Linked DNA regions of Sus scrofa: all the other regions are linked to region 3. The links are chromatin contacts, called in public HiChIP or PLAC-seq maps. All regions are on one chromosome and are shown on one strand. Each heading gives the region's core, a stretch centred on a gene start, on an enhancer-like site or on the middle of the called end of the contact. The rest is flanking DNA. Distances are from core to core; before and after follow the strand shown. Region 1 overlaps ATF7 (cyclic AMP-dependent transcription factor ATF-7). Region 2 overlaps ATF7 (cyclic AMP-dependent transcription factor ATF-7). Region 3 holds the start of ATP5G2 (ATP synthase F(0) complex subunit C2, mitochondrial).

Evidence for each region. HiChIP or PLAC-seq counts read pairs in DNA pulled down with a chosen protein or histone mark.
Region 1: a contact with region 3 is called in an H3K27ac HiChIP or PLAC-seq map of skeletal muscle, with 11 times the contacts expected there. The contact joins the enhancer-like site here to the promoter of ATP5G2 in region 3. A contact is called at or near these places in 4 of 5 promoter capture datasets (fetal liver, fetal skeletal muscle and liver), 26 of 47 Hi-C or Micro-C datasets (adipocytes, adipose tissue, alveolar macrophages and 15 more) and 2 of 2 datasets of contacts at active chromatin or transcription factors (alveolar macrophages and skeletal muscle).
Region 2: an H3K27ac HiChIP or PLAC-seq map of skeletal muscle shows a contact between it and region 3. The contact joins the enhancer-like site here to the promoter of ATP5G2 in region 3. A contact is called at or near these places in 1 of 5 promoter capture datasets (liver), 6 of 47 Hi-C or Micro-C datasets (embryonic fibroblasts, epiblast stem cells, fetal heart ventricle and 2 more) and 2 of 2 datasets of contacts at active chromatin or transcription factors (alveolar macrophages and skeletal muscle).

The regions. Positions count from the first base shown.
Region 1 is chr5:18,751,545-18,755,089 of Sscrofa11.1, reverse strand. ATF7 (cyclic AMP-dependent transcription factor ATF-7) reads left to right here. Exons shown (of 11, transcript XM_013987080.2): 3 at 1,727-1,845. Among named protein-coding and RNA genes, the nearest start is that of NPFF, 28 kb to the right of the region's middle. Within about 2 kb of position 1,384, at least 24 of the 83 cell types and tissues checked have an H3K27ac peak or open chromatin away from gene starts, as enhancers often do. A contact at or near this core is called in adipose tissue, alveolar macrophages, brain and 4 more, where this site is marked.
Region 2 is chr5:18,811,341-18,814,863 of Sscrofa11.1, reverse strand. The region is part of intron 2 of ATF7 (cyclic AMP-dependent transcription factor ATF-7); the gene reads left to right. Among named protein-coding and RNA genes, the nearest start is that of ATF7, 26 kb to the left of the region's middle. Within about 2 kb of position 1,928, at least 7 of the 83 cell types and tissues checked have an H3K27ac peak or open chromatin away from gene starts, as enhancers often do. A contact at or near this core is called in skeletal muscle, where this site is marked.
Region 3 is chr5:18,878,381-18,881,570 of Sscrofa11.1, reverse strand. It overlaps ATP5G2 (ATP synthase F(0) complex subunit C2, mitochondrial), which reads left to right and starts at 1,638. Exons shown (of 5, transcript XM_021091719.1): 1 at 1,638-3,190.

The sequences.
Region 1 (3,545 bases), core at 135-2,634, 130 kb after region 3:
ATGCCAGATCCTTAATGTGCTGCACCACAGAAGACCTCCGGGGCTATTTATGCTTGGGTTTTCAGGCTTTCCATAACCTAGCCCCATGGTATCTACTCAACTATATTAGTGTTATTTCCTCAACTAAAAAACATTCTCTTAATTCTCTATGGCAAGAATCATGTCTTATATTTGGCTAAAACTCCTATGCTTCTCTTTCCCCCTCCGCCAAAGATGAACACAGGTGTATGCATATATAGCAGCAAAACACAGAAAGTATTCAGTAAACACCTGTTGATTTTTTTTTTTTTTTTTTTTTTTTGGAATCATCAGAGCAGGCTAAGAGTTTTCTTATACACTTTTCTGGCTGTTTGGTTGTTCGTTCAGGAATGGGAGAAGTTTGTATGAGCCTCAGATCAGAGATTCAAACGGCCCTCTTCTGCCATAGCCATGCCCTTAGCTGCCCTGTCCTGTTCCACTTGAGTTGTGATTTTTTTCTGTGCCCTTAGTGAAGTACTCTCTAAACATAAGGGAATATTACCTCCACTCACCCAGGGATGGAGGGAAAGTGGCTTTATCGTTGGCCAACGAAAGCTGCCAGAGAACCTTTTAAAACTATTTTGGGAGGTAGTGGTAATTTTTCCAAACACTCTGGTTCAGAAGAGGTTTTGTTTAAAAAAAAGAAAAAATTATGTTGTTTCCATGGAAAATCCCACTGGACTGTTCCAAATTGATCACACTAGAAGGAGCAATTTTAACCCCAGATCTCACTCCTGAAAATACCATTTAAACATTGTTCTATTCCAATCATTCAGTTTAGTGCTTTGGAGTATGAGATGAATCCCTGAAGTGATTACCATGTCAAGGAAAAGCGTCATAATAGAGTTAGGACCAGGGAACAAGAGTCAATTGACCTAAGGGAGAAAAACTAGAAAAACAGGATAGAAAGAAGATCAAATCCAAAATTCAAGTTGTTTTAAAAGTTCCCATGGGTTACGAGGAGCCTTTCTCTTCCCAAGTGCTGAGGAGAGATTTGTGCGGAGACCCCAAGAGGATATTTTGGCTGGCAAATCTAAATCTAAATATCCTGGTTTCCGGAATTTGCCCTGAGCCCAGGTCTCTGTGAAATGAGCTCTATTGTTTGCAGTTTCCTTTGCTAGCTCATGATCTCGCTGTCTTGTTCCCCAGCCCCTGGATTTGTCTAGAATGCCTTTAGAAGGTTACCTCAGTGACCACTGAAAGACAGGGCACCCTTTCTTACTTGGTAGCTTTAGCGAGCAGACTCAGCTATCTGATCCTCAGTTTCTTCTCATCAGATTTTAACATCCCTCTTCTTATACCTGCTCACTTCAGACCTAGCAGTGGGTGAGTGTAAAAAGAAAATGTCATTTAACTCGACTTGATTTTCCAGCCTGAAAGTTGTACAGAGTCCACCTGGGTAGGTGGTTTGGTTTTGTTTGAGGGTGAGGGAGCTGAAACCGGCTTCTGAGAAAAAGGCAGTTACACAGATGTGGCACAGCAAAACATTGTTCCGTCTTCCCTCTGCTCGCCTTGAGGCAGCACAGCACAGACACCCTCTGGTGGCCTAACAGCAGTCTTTACTTACTAGGGCTCCATAAAAGCAAATTTGCTCTAACACAGAGATTCTCTCCAAATAGAAGAATAAAAATGTGTTCCCTATATACTCTCAAATTTTAATTTCAGGTCAAAACTAAAATAGAGGTTCCTTTTCTTTCCATGTCTACAGATCAAACTCCTACTCCGACTAGATTCCTGAAGAACTGTGAAGAGGTGGGACTCTTCAATGAACTAGCTAGCTCCTTTGAACATGAATTCAAGAAAGCTGCAGATGAGGATGAAAAAAAGGCAAGAGATGGGACTTTAGCTGAAAAACTGGTGATGTTCAGATCTGGGCAACTTTCATTGTGCTCTGGGATAATTTGTTTAATTGATTAAAGCACAAATTATGGGCTTTGTTCTGTAGAACCAGATAGTACTTACTAATCCGAGTCAGCCACATCAGGCTTTACAGGGTCCAGATGATGGATCAGCACAAGTGTTGGATCTTTATCAGAAATCAGCCTTCTTGGAAGTTCCCTGTGGTACAGGGGGGTTAAGGATCTGGCATTGTCACTGCAGCAGCTCTGGTCACTGCTATGGCAAAGTATTTTGGTTTTTGGGTTTTGTTTGTCTGGTCTTTTTTTTTTTTTTTTTTTTTTTTTTTTTTTTTTATGGCCACACTGATGGCACGTGGAAGTTCCCAGGCTAGGGGTCAAATTGGAGCTGCAGCGGAGGCCTATACTATAGGCACAGCAATATCAGATCTGAGCCGCCTCTGCAACCTCGCTGCAGCTTGCAGCAATGACAGATCCTTAACCCACTAAGTGAGGCCAGTGATTGAACCTGCATCCTCAAAGACACTTTGCGAGTTCTTAACCCTCTGAGCCACAATGGAAACACTTGTGTTGAGGGTTTGATCCCTGGCCCAGGAACTTCTACATGCCTCAGGTGTAGCAAAAAAAAAAAAAAAATTCAGTCTCGTAGCCCTACCCGTGTAGCATTATTCAGCAGTCTGTTTTTTAAATTATTTTTGTTCTGATTATGATGAAGATGTTAAAGAAAGATTATAAATTACACAGATTTTGTTAGATAACTTTTTTTTTTTTTTTTTTTTTGCCAAACCCCACTCTTTTCTGAGCTAACCAGACTTTTCACCTGAACTGTTTTTTTGTTTGTTTGTTTGTTTTTTAATAGGGCCACACCTGCAGCATATGGACATTCCCAGGCTAGGGGTCAAATAGCAATGCCAGATCCAAGCCGAGTCTGTGACCTACACCACAGCTCATGGCAACGCTGGATTCCCTACCCACTGAGAGAGGCCAGGATTTGAATTCACATCCTCATGGATGCTAGTCAGGTTTGTTTCCACTGCAACCACAACGGAACTCCCTGAATTGTTTTGTTCAGGCAGCCAATCAATAAACATTTATTGAATTTTGGCTCTTCTTTGTTTCAGTGTACATGGCTCTTAACTTTCAAGTTGCTCTCTAGTAATATTCAAGACTAGACTTAAAGAAGGATGTCCTTAAAGCTTTTTACAGGAGATCAACCAGGATGGTGAAAGAATTACAAATCAGGTCACTTTGAGAACATTTAAAAGAAATTGAGGGGAGGAGTTCCCGTCGTGGTGCAGTGGTTAACGAATCCGACTAGGAACCATGACGTTGCAGGTTCGATCCCTGCCCTTGCTCAGTGGGTTAACGATCCGGCGTTGCCGTGAGCTGTGGTGTAGGTTGCAGATGTGGCTCGGATCCCGCGTTGCTGTGGCCCTGGTGTAGGCCAGCGGCTTCAGCTCCGATTCGACCCCTAGCCTGGGAACCTCCATATGCTGCGGGAGTGGCCCAAGAAATGGCAAAAAGACAAAAAAAGAAAAGAAAAAAAGAAAAAGAAACTGAGGGGAGCTCCTGCTGTGGTGCAATGGGATTGACCAAGTCTTAGGAGCCCAGGGATGAGGGCTTGAACCCCAGCCCCAAACAGTGGGTTTAGGATCCAACCTTGCCACAGTT
Region 2 (3,523 bases), core at 679-3,178, 67 kb after region 3:
GATGATAAAAATAAAGAACTACATAGGAAGGAGTTCCTGTCATGGCGCAGAGGAAATGAATCCACCTAGGAACCGTGAGGTTGCGGGTTCAATCCCTGCCCTTGCTCAGTGGGTTAAGGATCCAGCATTGCTGTGAGCTGTGGTATAGGTCGCAGACGTGGCTCGGATCCCTCATTGCTGTGGCTCTGGCGTAGGCTGACAGCAAAGCTCCGATTAGACCCCTAGCCTGGGAACCTCCATGTGCCGTAGGTGGGGCCCTAAAAAGAAAAAAGACAAAAAAATAAAAAAAGGAAAGAAAGGAATACATAGGAAAAGCAGGTCTTCTACCTGGCTCTCTGAGGTAGAAATGTATAAATAGGGTTTTTTGAGGCTGTCTTATCAGAAAACAGTAGTTTTCACTGAAATTTGTGAGATCCCAGAAGGATTTTGTGTTTGTTTCTTTTAGATATGAAAACAGGGACTTTCTACTTTGGTTCCTTCATATTTTGTCCGGTTCTGTTTAACATAAACCTTTCCTACCCCTGCTTCTCCCTCCCATTTCTGAATTGTTTATTGGTATTTGGCTCTTAAGATTCATTTTAACTTCTAGCCTGGGTCCCTAAGGCTTTTTCCCCTCAGGGAGATTGTTACCTTCTTTTGGATTCAAGGTATTTGTTTCATAGAAAAAAGAAAGGATGAGAAGCTACTTTAAGGCTTTGAGGTAGCATGCTTTATCCCTTTACCTCCTTTGTTTCTTTTGTTTGTTTTGTTGTTGTTGTTGTTTGACTTTTTTTGCTTTTTTTTTTTTTTGCTTTTTTAGGGCCACACCTGCGGCATATGGAGGTTCCCAGGCTAGGGGTATAATTGGAACTGTAGTCGCCAGCCTACACCAGAGCCACAGCAACTCAGGATCCGAGCTGCATCTGCGACCTACAGGACAGTTCATGGCAACGCCAGATCCTTAACCCACTGAGTGAGGCCAGGAATCGAACACGCAACCTCATGGTTCTTAGTTGGATTCATTTCTGCTGCACCATGACAGGAACTCCGACTTTTTTTCCTTTTTAAAAAATTTATTTTTCATACTCTTTTCCATTATGTTTTTAAAAAATTTCCACTTTTTAAAATTGCAGTACAGTCGATTTATAATATTGTGTTAATTTCTGCTGTATAGCAACATGTTTCAATTATATATTCTTTAAAGTTTTATTTTTTTAATGAAATTATGGTTGATTCCTTTACCTCCTTTGCATGTCAAAACTTTAGAGTCATGTGAGATCGTAGTTCTTTAGTTATGTGTAGTCTCCTTCCAATTTTCTCCCAATATCTAATAACAAATAACTCTAGAGTGGAATCTATGCAGGATTTTCTGTGATTGCTTTATGTTATAGGAAATAGTGAAAAATAGGGCAGAGAAGATATACTTGTAAAATAAAGTTCCTTTGACTTGTCATCCCAACTTCCTTATATCTCTTGAAAATTGTTTCATTCTGGAATCACCTTGAGGCCTTCAAGTCTATTTATAATCAACTATCATTGATTCAGATTCTTTACTGAAGAAATGGTAGACTAATAAAAAAGCTGTATAAATTCCGGGAGGGGTAATAAGGACCATGATAATTTTTGCAAGGCGTATTTAGAACGCACTGCCATAGAAGTCTCAAAAATCAGTGGCTTCTCCCAGTTAGAGGAAGAAGGAATGACAGCAAATTATAAATGAAGAGACTTATCCACACACACACACACACACGCACAAACAGCCAACAGGAACTGTAGGAATGTTGCATTATTTAAATATTCTCTGCCTAGACTCAGAAATCATCTTACGCCTTAATATTAAGGGAAGGTGAAAGGAAAATTCACCTAAAATAGACTAGTGGATTATGCTCTCCACCATATAATCAAAACCACAGGGCTTTCAATGGATACGTAAACATGTTTTGGTTGCTAGGTCTTTAATGGCTGTTATTTTTGGATTCTGTTCATGATCCACTTCCCAACAGTAAGTCTGATGTGACACAGCTGAGTTCTAAATATGCTACATGTACTTTTTAAAAAAAGATGGCTGCTGAAGGTTGTGTTCTTTGCATTATTATTTGAAAAGACAGGTGATGGGGGTTTTTTTGGTTTTGTTTTTTTTTTTTTTTGAGCTTTCTCATTCCTTTTCTCTTGTTGAGTCTCTGTTTCTCTTGAGGCCTCATCACTCTCATGAAGAGGAACTCGGAGAAAGAAATATCCTTGCTAATACTTCTGTATGGAATGTGGTAGCAGGAATAGTTACTAGAGCTGCCTCTAGAGAATGGGTTAGTGTTAAGGCAACAGAGCCCCAGATACCCTCTGGTAAAGGACTGGTTGAATTTGAGTTGTATGGATCTGAGAAGTGTTTGTAAGATAGGATCTATTTTAAAACATTATGACTATAAAATAGCTTTGCCTCTGTGTTATTAAAATAATAGAAATACAGTTTCGTGCTGAGTCTAGAAAGTCTTTAAGTTTTTAATACTTTTAAAGGCACTTTTACTTGAAGGTGGATTATGAACTTCTATTGCATGTGGAAGCAGGAAAAATTACTGTGTCTGTGTCAGTAATCTTGAATTTGAGATGTTATTTCATTTGGATACAATTAGATAACTTACCTATTAGATGCTTTTTGTTCAATTTTTATTACCAGGAATCAACAATTTCCATATTTCTCTACCTCCCTCTCAGTTACATGACACTGGTTTGCAATACAAATTATGCAGATTTAAGTCATCCTTCTGGTTACCATAACCAGTCTTTGAGCAGAAGCTGGTTGTGTAAGCTTATTACTTAGAATGTCTTATTTCCTTAAGAACAGGAACACATTTCCTCTGAGGAGATGCTATTAATGGATGGGTAGAATCATCCCATTTTTAGCCATTGAGAAAGGTTTCTATCATAACCACTCAGTATCAAGTCTGTTCTCTTAAGGAAAAATCCTTTGATTGTTTCTCTGTCCAGTGTGTCCCTGAGGGGCTGTTACTCTCCGCCCCCTGCCCCCAGGATATCTACTACCAGATCTTTTCTTCTCCCAGAGGACATGTAGATACAGGTTGAGGTTCTGTTCAGATCTTTCTGGGACATGAAACATGTAACTAGCTCATAGACCTCAGGGGCCTGCTTTCCCTTCCTAAGGCCAGGAGTAGCAGTCGAGCCCTAGTTGTGGTGGGACGGAGGGCAGCTTCTTTACTTCCTTATCTTGTCATATAATAGGAATAATGTTTATGGTGCTGTAGTCCTGGCTTCACTTGGCATTTAACCAACCTCCAATGCTGTTTATTGCTTTGTATCCTCTGCCTCCATGAACATTATCCCTTAAATCTCTATTGCTTTGTAATATATGAGGCAACAAATAGCTTCTATGATTGGTTAAATGCCGGCATGCTACAAAGGTGTATGTTTTATTGCCTATATAACACAGATCTGTAGAGATTATTCGTGTTATCCTAGCCCTCCCATTAAATGGGTCATACTGGTACAATGGGACTCTGGATTTTTAATTCTGTCCCTTTAGCAAGTTCCC
Region 3 (3,190 bases), core at 389-2,888:
AAGGAAGTGATTGGAAAATATAGTTCTGGCTCCACACCCTTTCCTTCCTGGAGCCGTTTTCCATTAGTGAAGTAAAGAACAGACCCTTGCCCAAGCTCTTGGTTAAGAAGAGACCCTTAGATAATGTCCTCTTGGATCATCATATTCTGCTATCTTTAAATTCTCCCCTCCGCACAGACCTCAACTACATTTTGCAGTCTCACCCCTATCGATTTAACCTCTGGCTTCAGACCTGATAACAATAGCCCCCAGGATTCTTAGCCCTCCCCACAGATCTCCACCCACTAACCTGTTAAATAACTTATGTGTGATTTATGTAGGTGAAAAAATTCAGTAAGTGATAGTTGAGTCTCTCAGGAGATACCATTGCAAGGAGCTTGCAATAAAGTCTCTAGGGAGCAGAGCAGAACTGAGTTGCAATCCTCCCAAATATATTACTACTACTACTAACACCAAAATAACCATTATTATTACTATTACTAGCACTTATTTAAGCTCTTACTGAGTTCCAAGCACCTTGCTAAAAGTTTCACTTTTTTTTTTTTTGCCTTTTAGGGCAGCACGTGCAGCATAAGGAAGTTACCAGACTAGGGGTCAAATGGGAGTGCAGCTGCTGGCCACAGCCACAGCCACAGCCATGCATGATCCCAGCCAGTCTGCCACCTACACCGAAGCTCACTGCAATGCGGGATCCTGAACCTACTAAGCGAGGCCAGGGATCGAACCCACAGCCTCTTGGATACAAGTCAGGTTCTTTACTGCTGAGCCACAATGGGTACTCCCAGGCTTCACATATATTATTCTACTATTTGCTGCCCAGTAAGCACTATTATTATTCCCAGTTACATAAAGGAAAATCGATATAGTGGGGTTAAACCCATTGCCTGAGGTCACACAGATTTGGGAACCCAAATGTGTGGATCTAGAGCCCAGCATTGAATGGGGGTAATAGAGAATTCAACATTGCAGACTATGACAACTTATCCAAGGAGCCAGCTTTAGCTCCCTCAAGGGTGCCTTCTCCAATCCAACTTTGGGATAGTTAGAGATATCCGAGAAGGATCTACATTGTCTCAACAAACAGCTGCACCAACCGGTTAGTCGTGGAGTCTCAAGAACTGTAGACTTTTTGTCTCCGAGGTTGCGTGGCGCGGTGGGGGTGTCTGGGGACTTCAGAGGATATCCTTGCCTACCTGTCTTTCTTTTCTCCTCTAAGCATCTTACACTGTAGCCTGGCACCTCTTGGTACTTGGTAAATACCTGTTGCTATTTTCGTAAGGATCCCAGCTCCATTCCTCACCTCCCCCCGCCTCCATCCCCACCCCAAGTGAACACCTAGAACTGAAGGGCGATCTGGGCATTTCGGGGGAACCTGTGAGAATCCTCATCGAGCTGGGATCGTGGATTTGGGAAAGGCGGGAAATCGCCCACCCTCCTCTCCTCGCCCGCTTCTCCGATTTCTCTCCACTCCTTCCCCTCCCTTTCAGGAGCTCAGGGCCATAAAAATGCAGATGGAGGATCGGTGTGAAATAACGGGCCCATATAAATCCCTCTGCCGCCCGCCTGCAAGATGGATTGGCCGCATTGAAATTCCTCCGCGAGGATAATTAAACTCGGGGCCTCATCCGGGCAAAATTACATTCCTGTAATGGCGTCGCTCGGGGTCCCGGGAAATTGCTCCGTGGGCTTTCAGCGGCGGTTTTTATCGCCGGCCGGGGTGTGCCTGGCTGCGGCTCGCCTCTCCTCCGGGACCGTAAAGCTGCTGCCGTGATTTATCCTCCCCTTCTCCCAAATCCGATTAAATGGAGGAGCTCGGGGCCGGGGCGCCGCGGGGCCCGGGAGCCGGGAGGGGGCGGCGGGAAGGACGGGGCCAAGGAGGGGAGGACAAACGGCCCCTCAGAGGGTGGCGGATTTGGCTTTATTTACAGCCGCGGCTTTCTTTTTATTTTTTATTTTTTATGGGGGTTTGGTGAGCTTTCCCCGTCTTTCTCGTGCTGCGTTCAAGCACGATGTCTGGACGGCCGGGGTTGGGCATGGGGGGAAATGGGTAGGCCTTGCTGATCTCCCCCCAAAGGGGCCGGTCAGACCCTGTCGGGGAGACAGGAAAACCCAGAAGAGGTGAGGGCCGGGAAGCCCATACTTCCTACCATCGGGGAAAGGACAAGCGAAAGGGCACGAGGGAGAAGCCGAAAGGCTTTCTTGAGAGCACCTCCTGGGGGCACTGCTTATCTCATCTCGCGTAGATGAAGCCTGGGCAGAGGCACAGCCATGCCTGGGGTGACCCTTGCAATCTCACTGCAGGTCACTGGTGCCCGTTACTCTTTGACTGTTGCAGGACTCAGGAAAGAAGGTTTAAGATCAGGGCGCTTGAGTCCTAATCACCTTTAGCCCCTATTTTCTGGTTCGCAGATGCTGGCTTTCTAATAGCTGATCACTGAAAAAAGAAAGAGGGAAATAAAGGCGAAGCCACTAGAAGCAGCTGGAACATTTTGTGGACTCCTTGCCCCTTGAACGGGTTTTCCATCCATAAAGCCAGGGTCCCAACGACCGAAGGCAGGAATCCTGTGACTTTATTTTCTTCCTGCCACATTTTAGACACTGAACCTCGGTCTCCATTGTGTGCTATTTAATACTGACATTCTGGGTAGGTTTTTTTTGGGGGGGTTGGTTTTTTGCAATGTAACTGCGCATGCTCAGAAAGGGGAAGCCAGTCCAAGATCCCTAACGCCGTGCAGAACAAACCGCAGGCCACGTTGCGGATCCGCTTACAGCTGCCCTCATTTCTGCACTCGCTGGTCTCCGCATGCAGTTTCTCCTTTCAAACGCCAGGTGGAGTGGTTGGCCGGATGCCTCAACAGAGCTGGCAGGCGGCGCTGTGGCACCTGGGCCGACCCTCAACGTTGCTATCACTCTATCCTTGGTGGAGCGACTCGTTAGTCCAGGCCGCACATGCGCCGAGGCTTCCTTTCGCTATCCCCGCCCCCTCCCCGCCCCTCTCTGTCTTCTCTGCCCTGGGAGCAGGTAAGGCCTTGGGCCCTCGTTCCCGCGTTGCGCCGCGCACGCGCGTGGGCTTCCCCCCCTTGCGCGGATGCTCTGAGGCCCTTACCCTTGCATGCTCCCGCCCCGGCCCTCATGCCCTCCCTTGCCGCCGGTATCCCCGCGCCTTGGGACGGCCCCTTCCGCGTGCCGG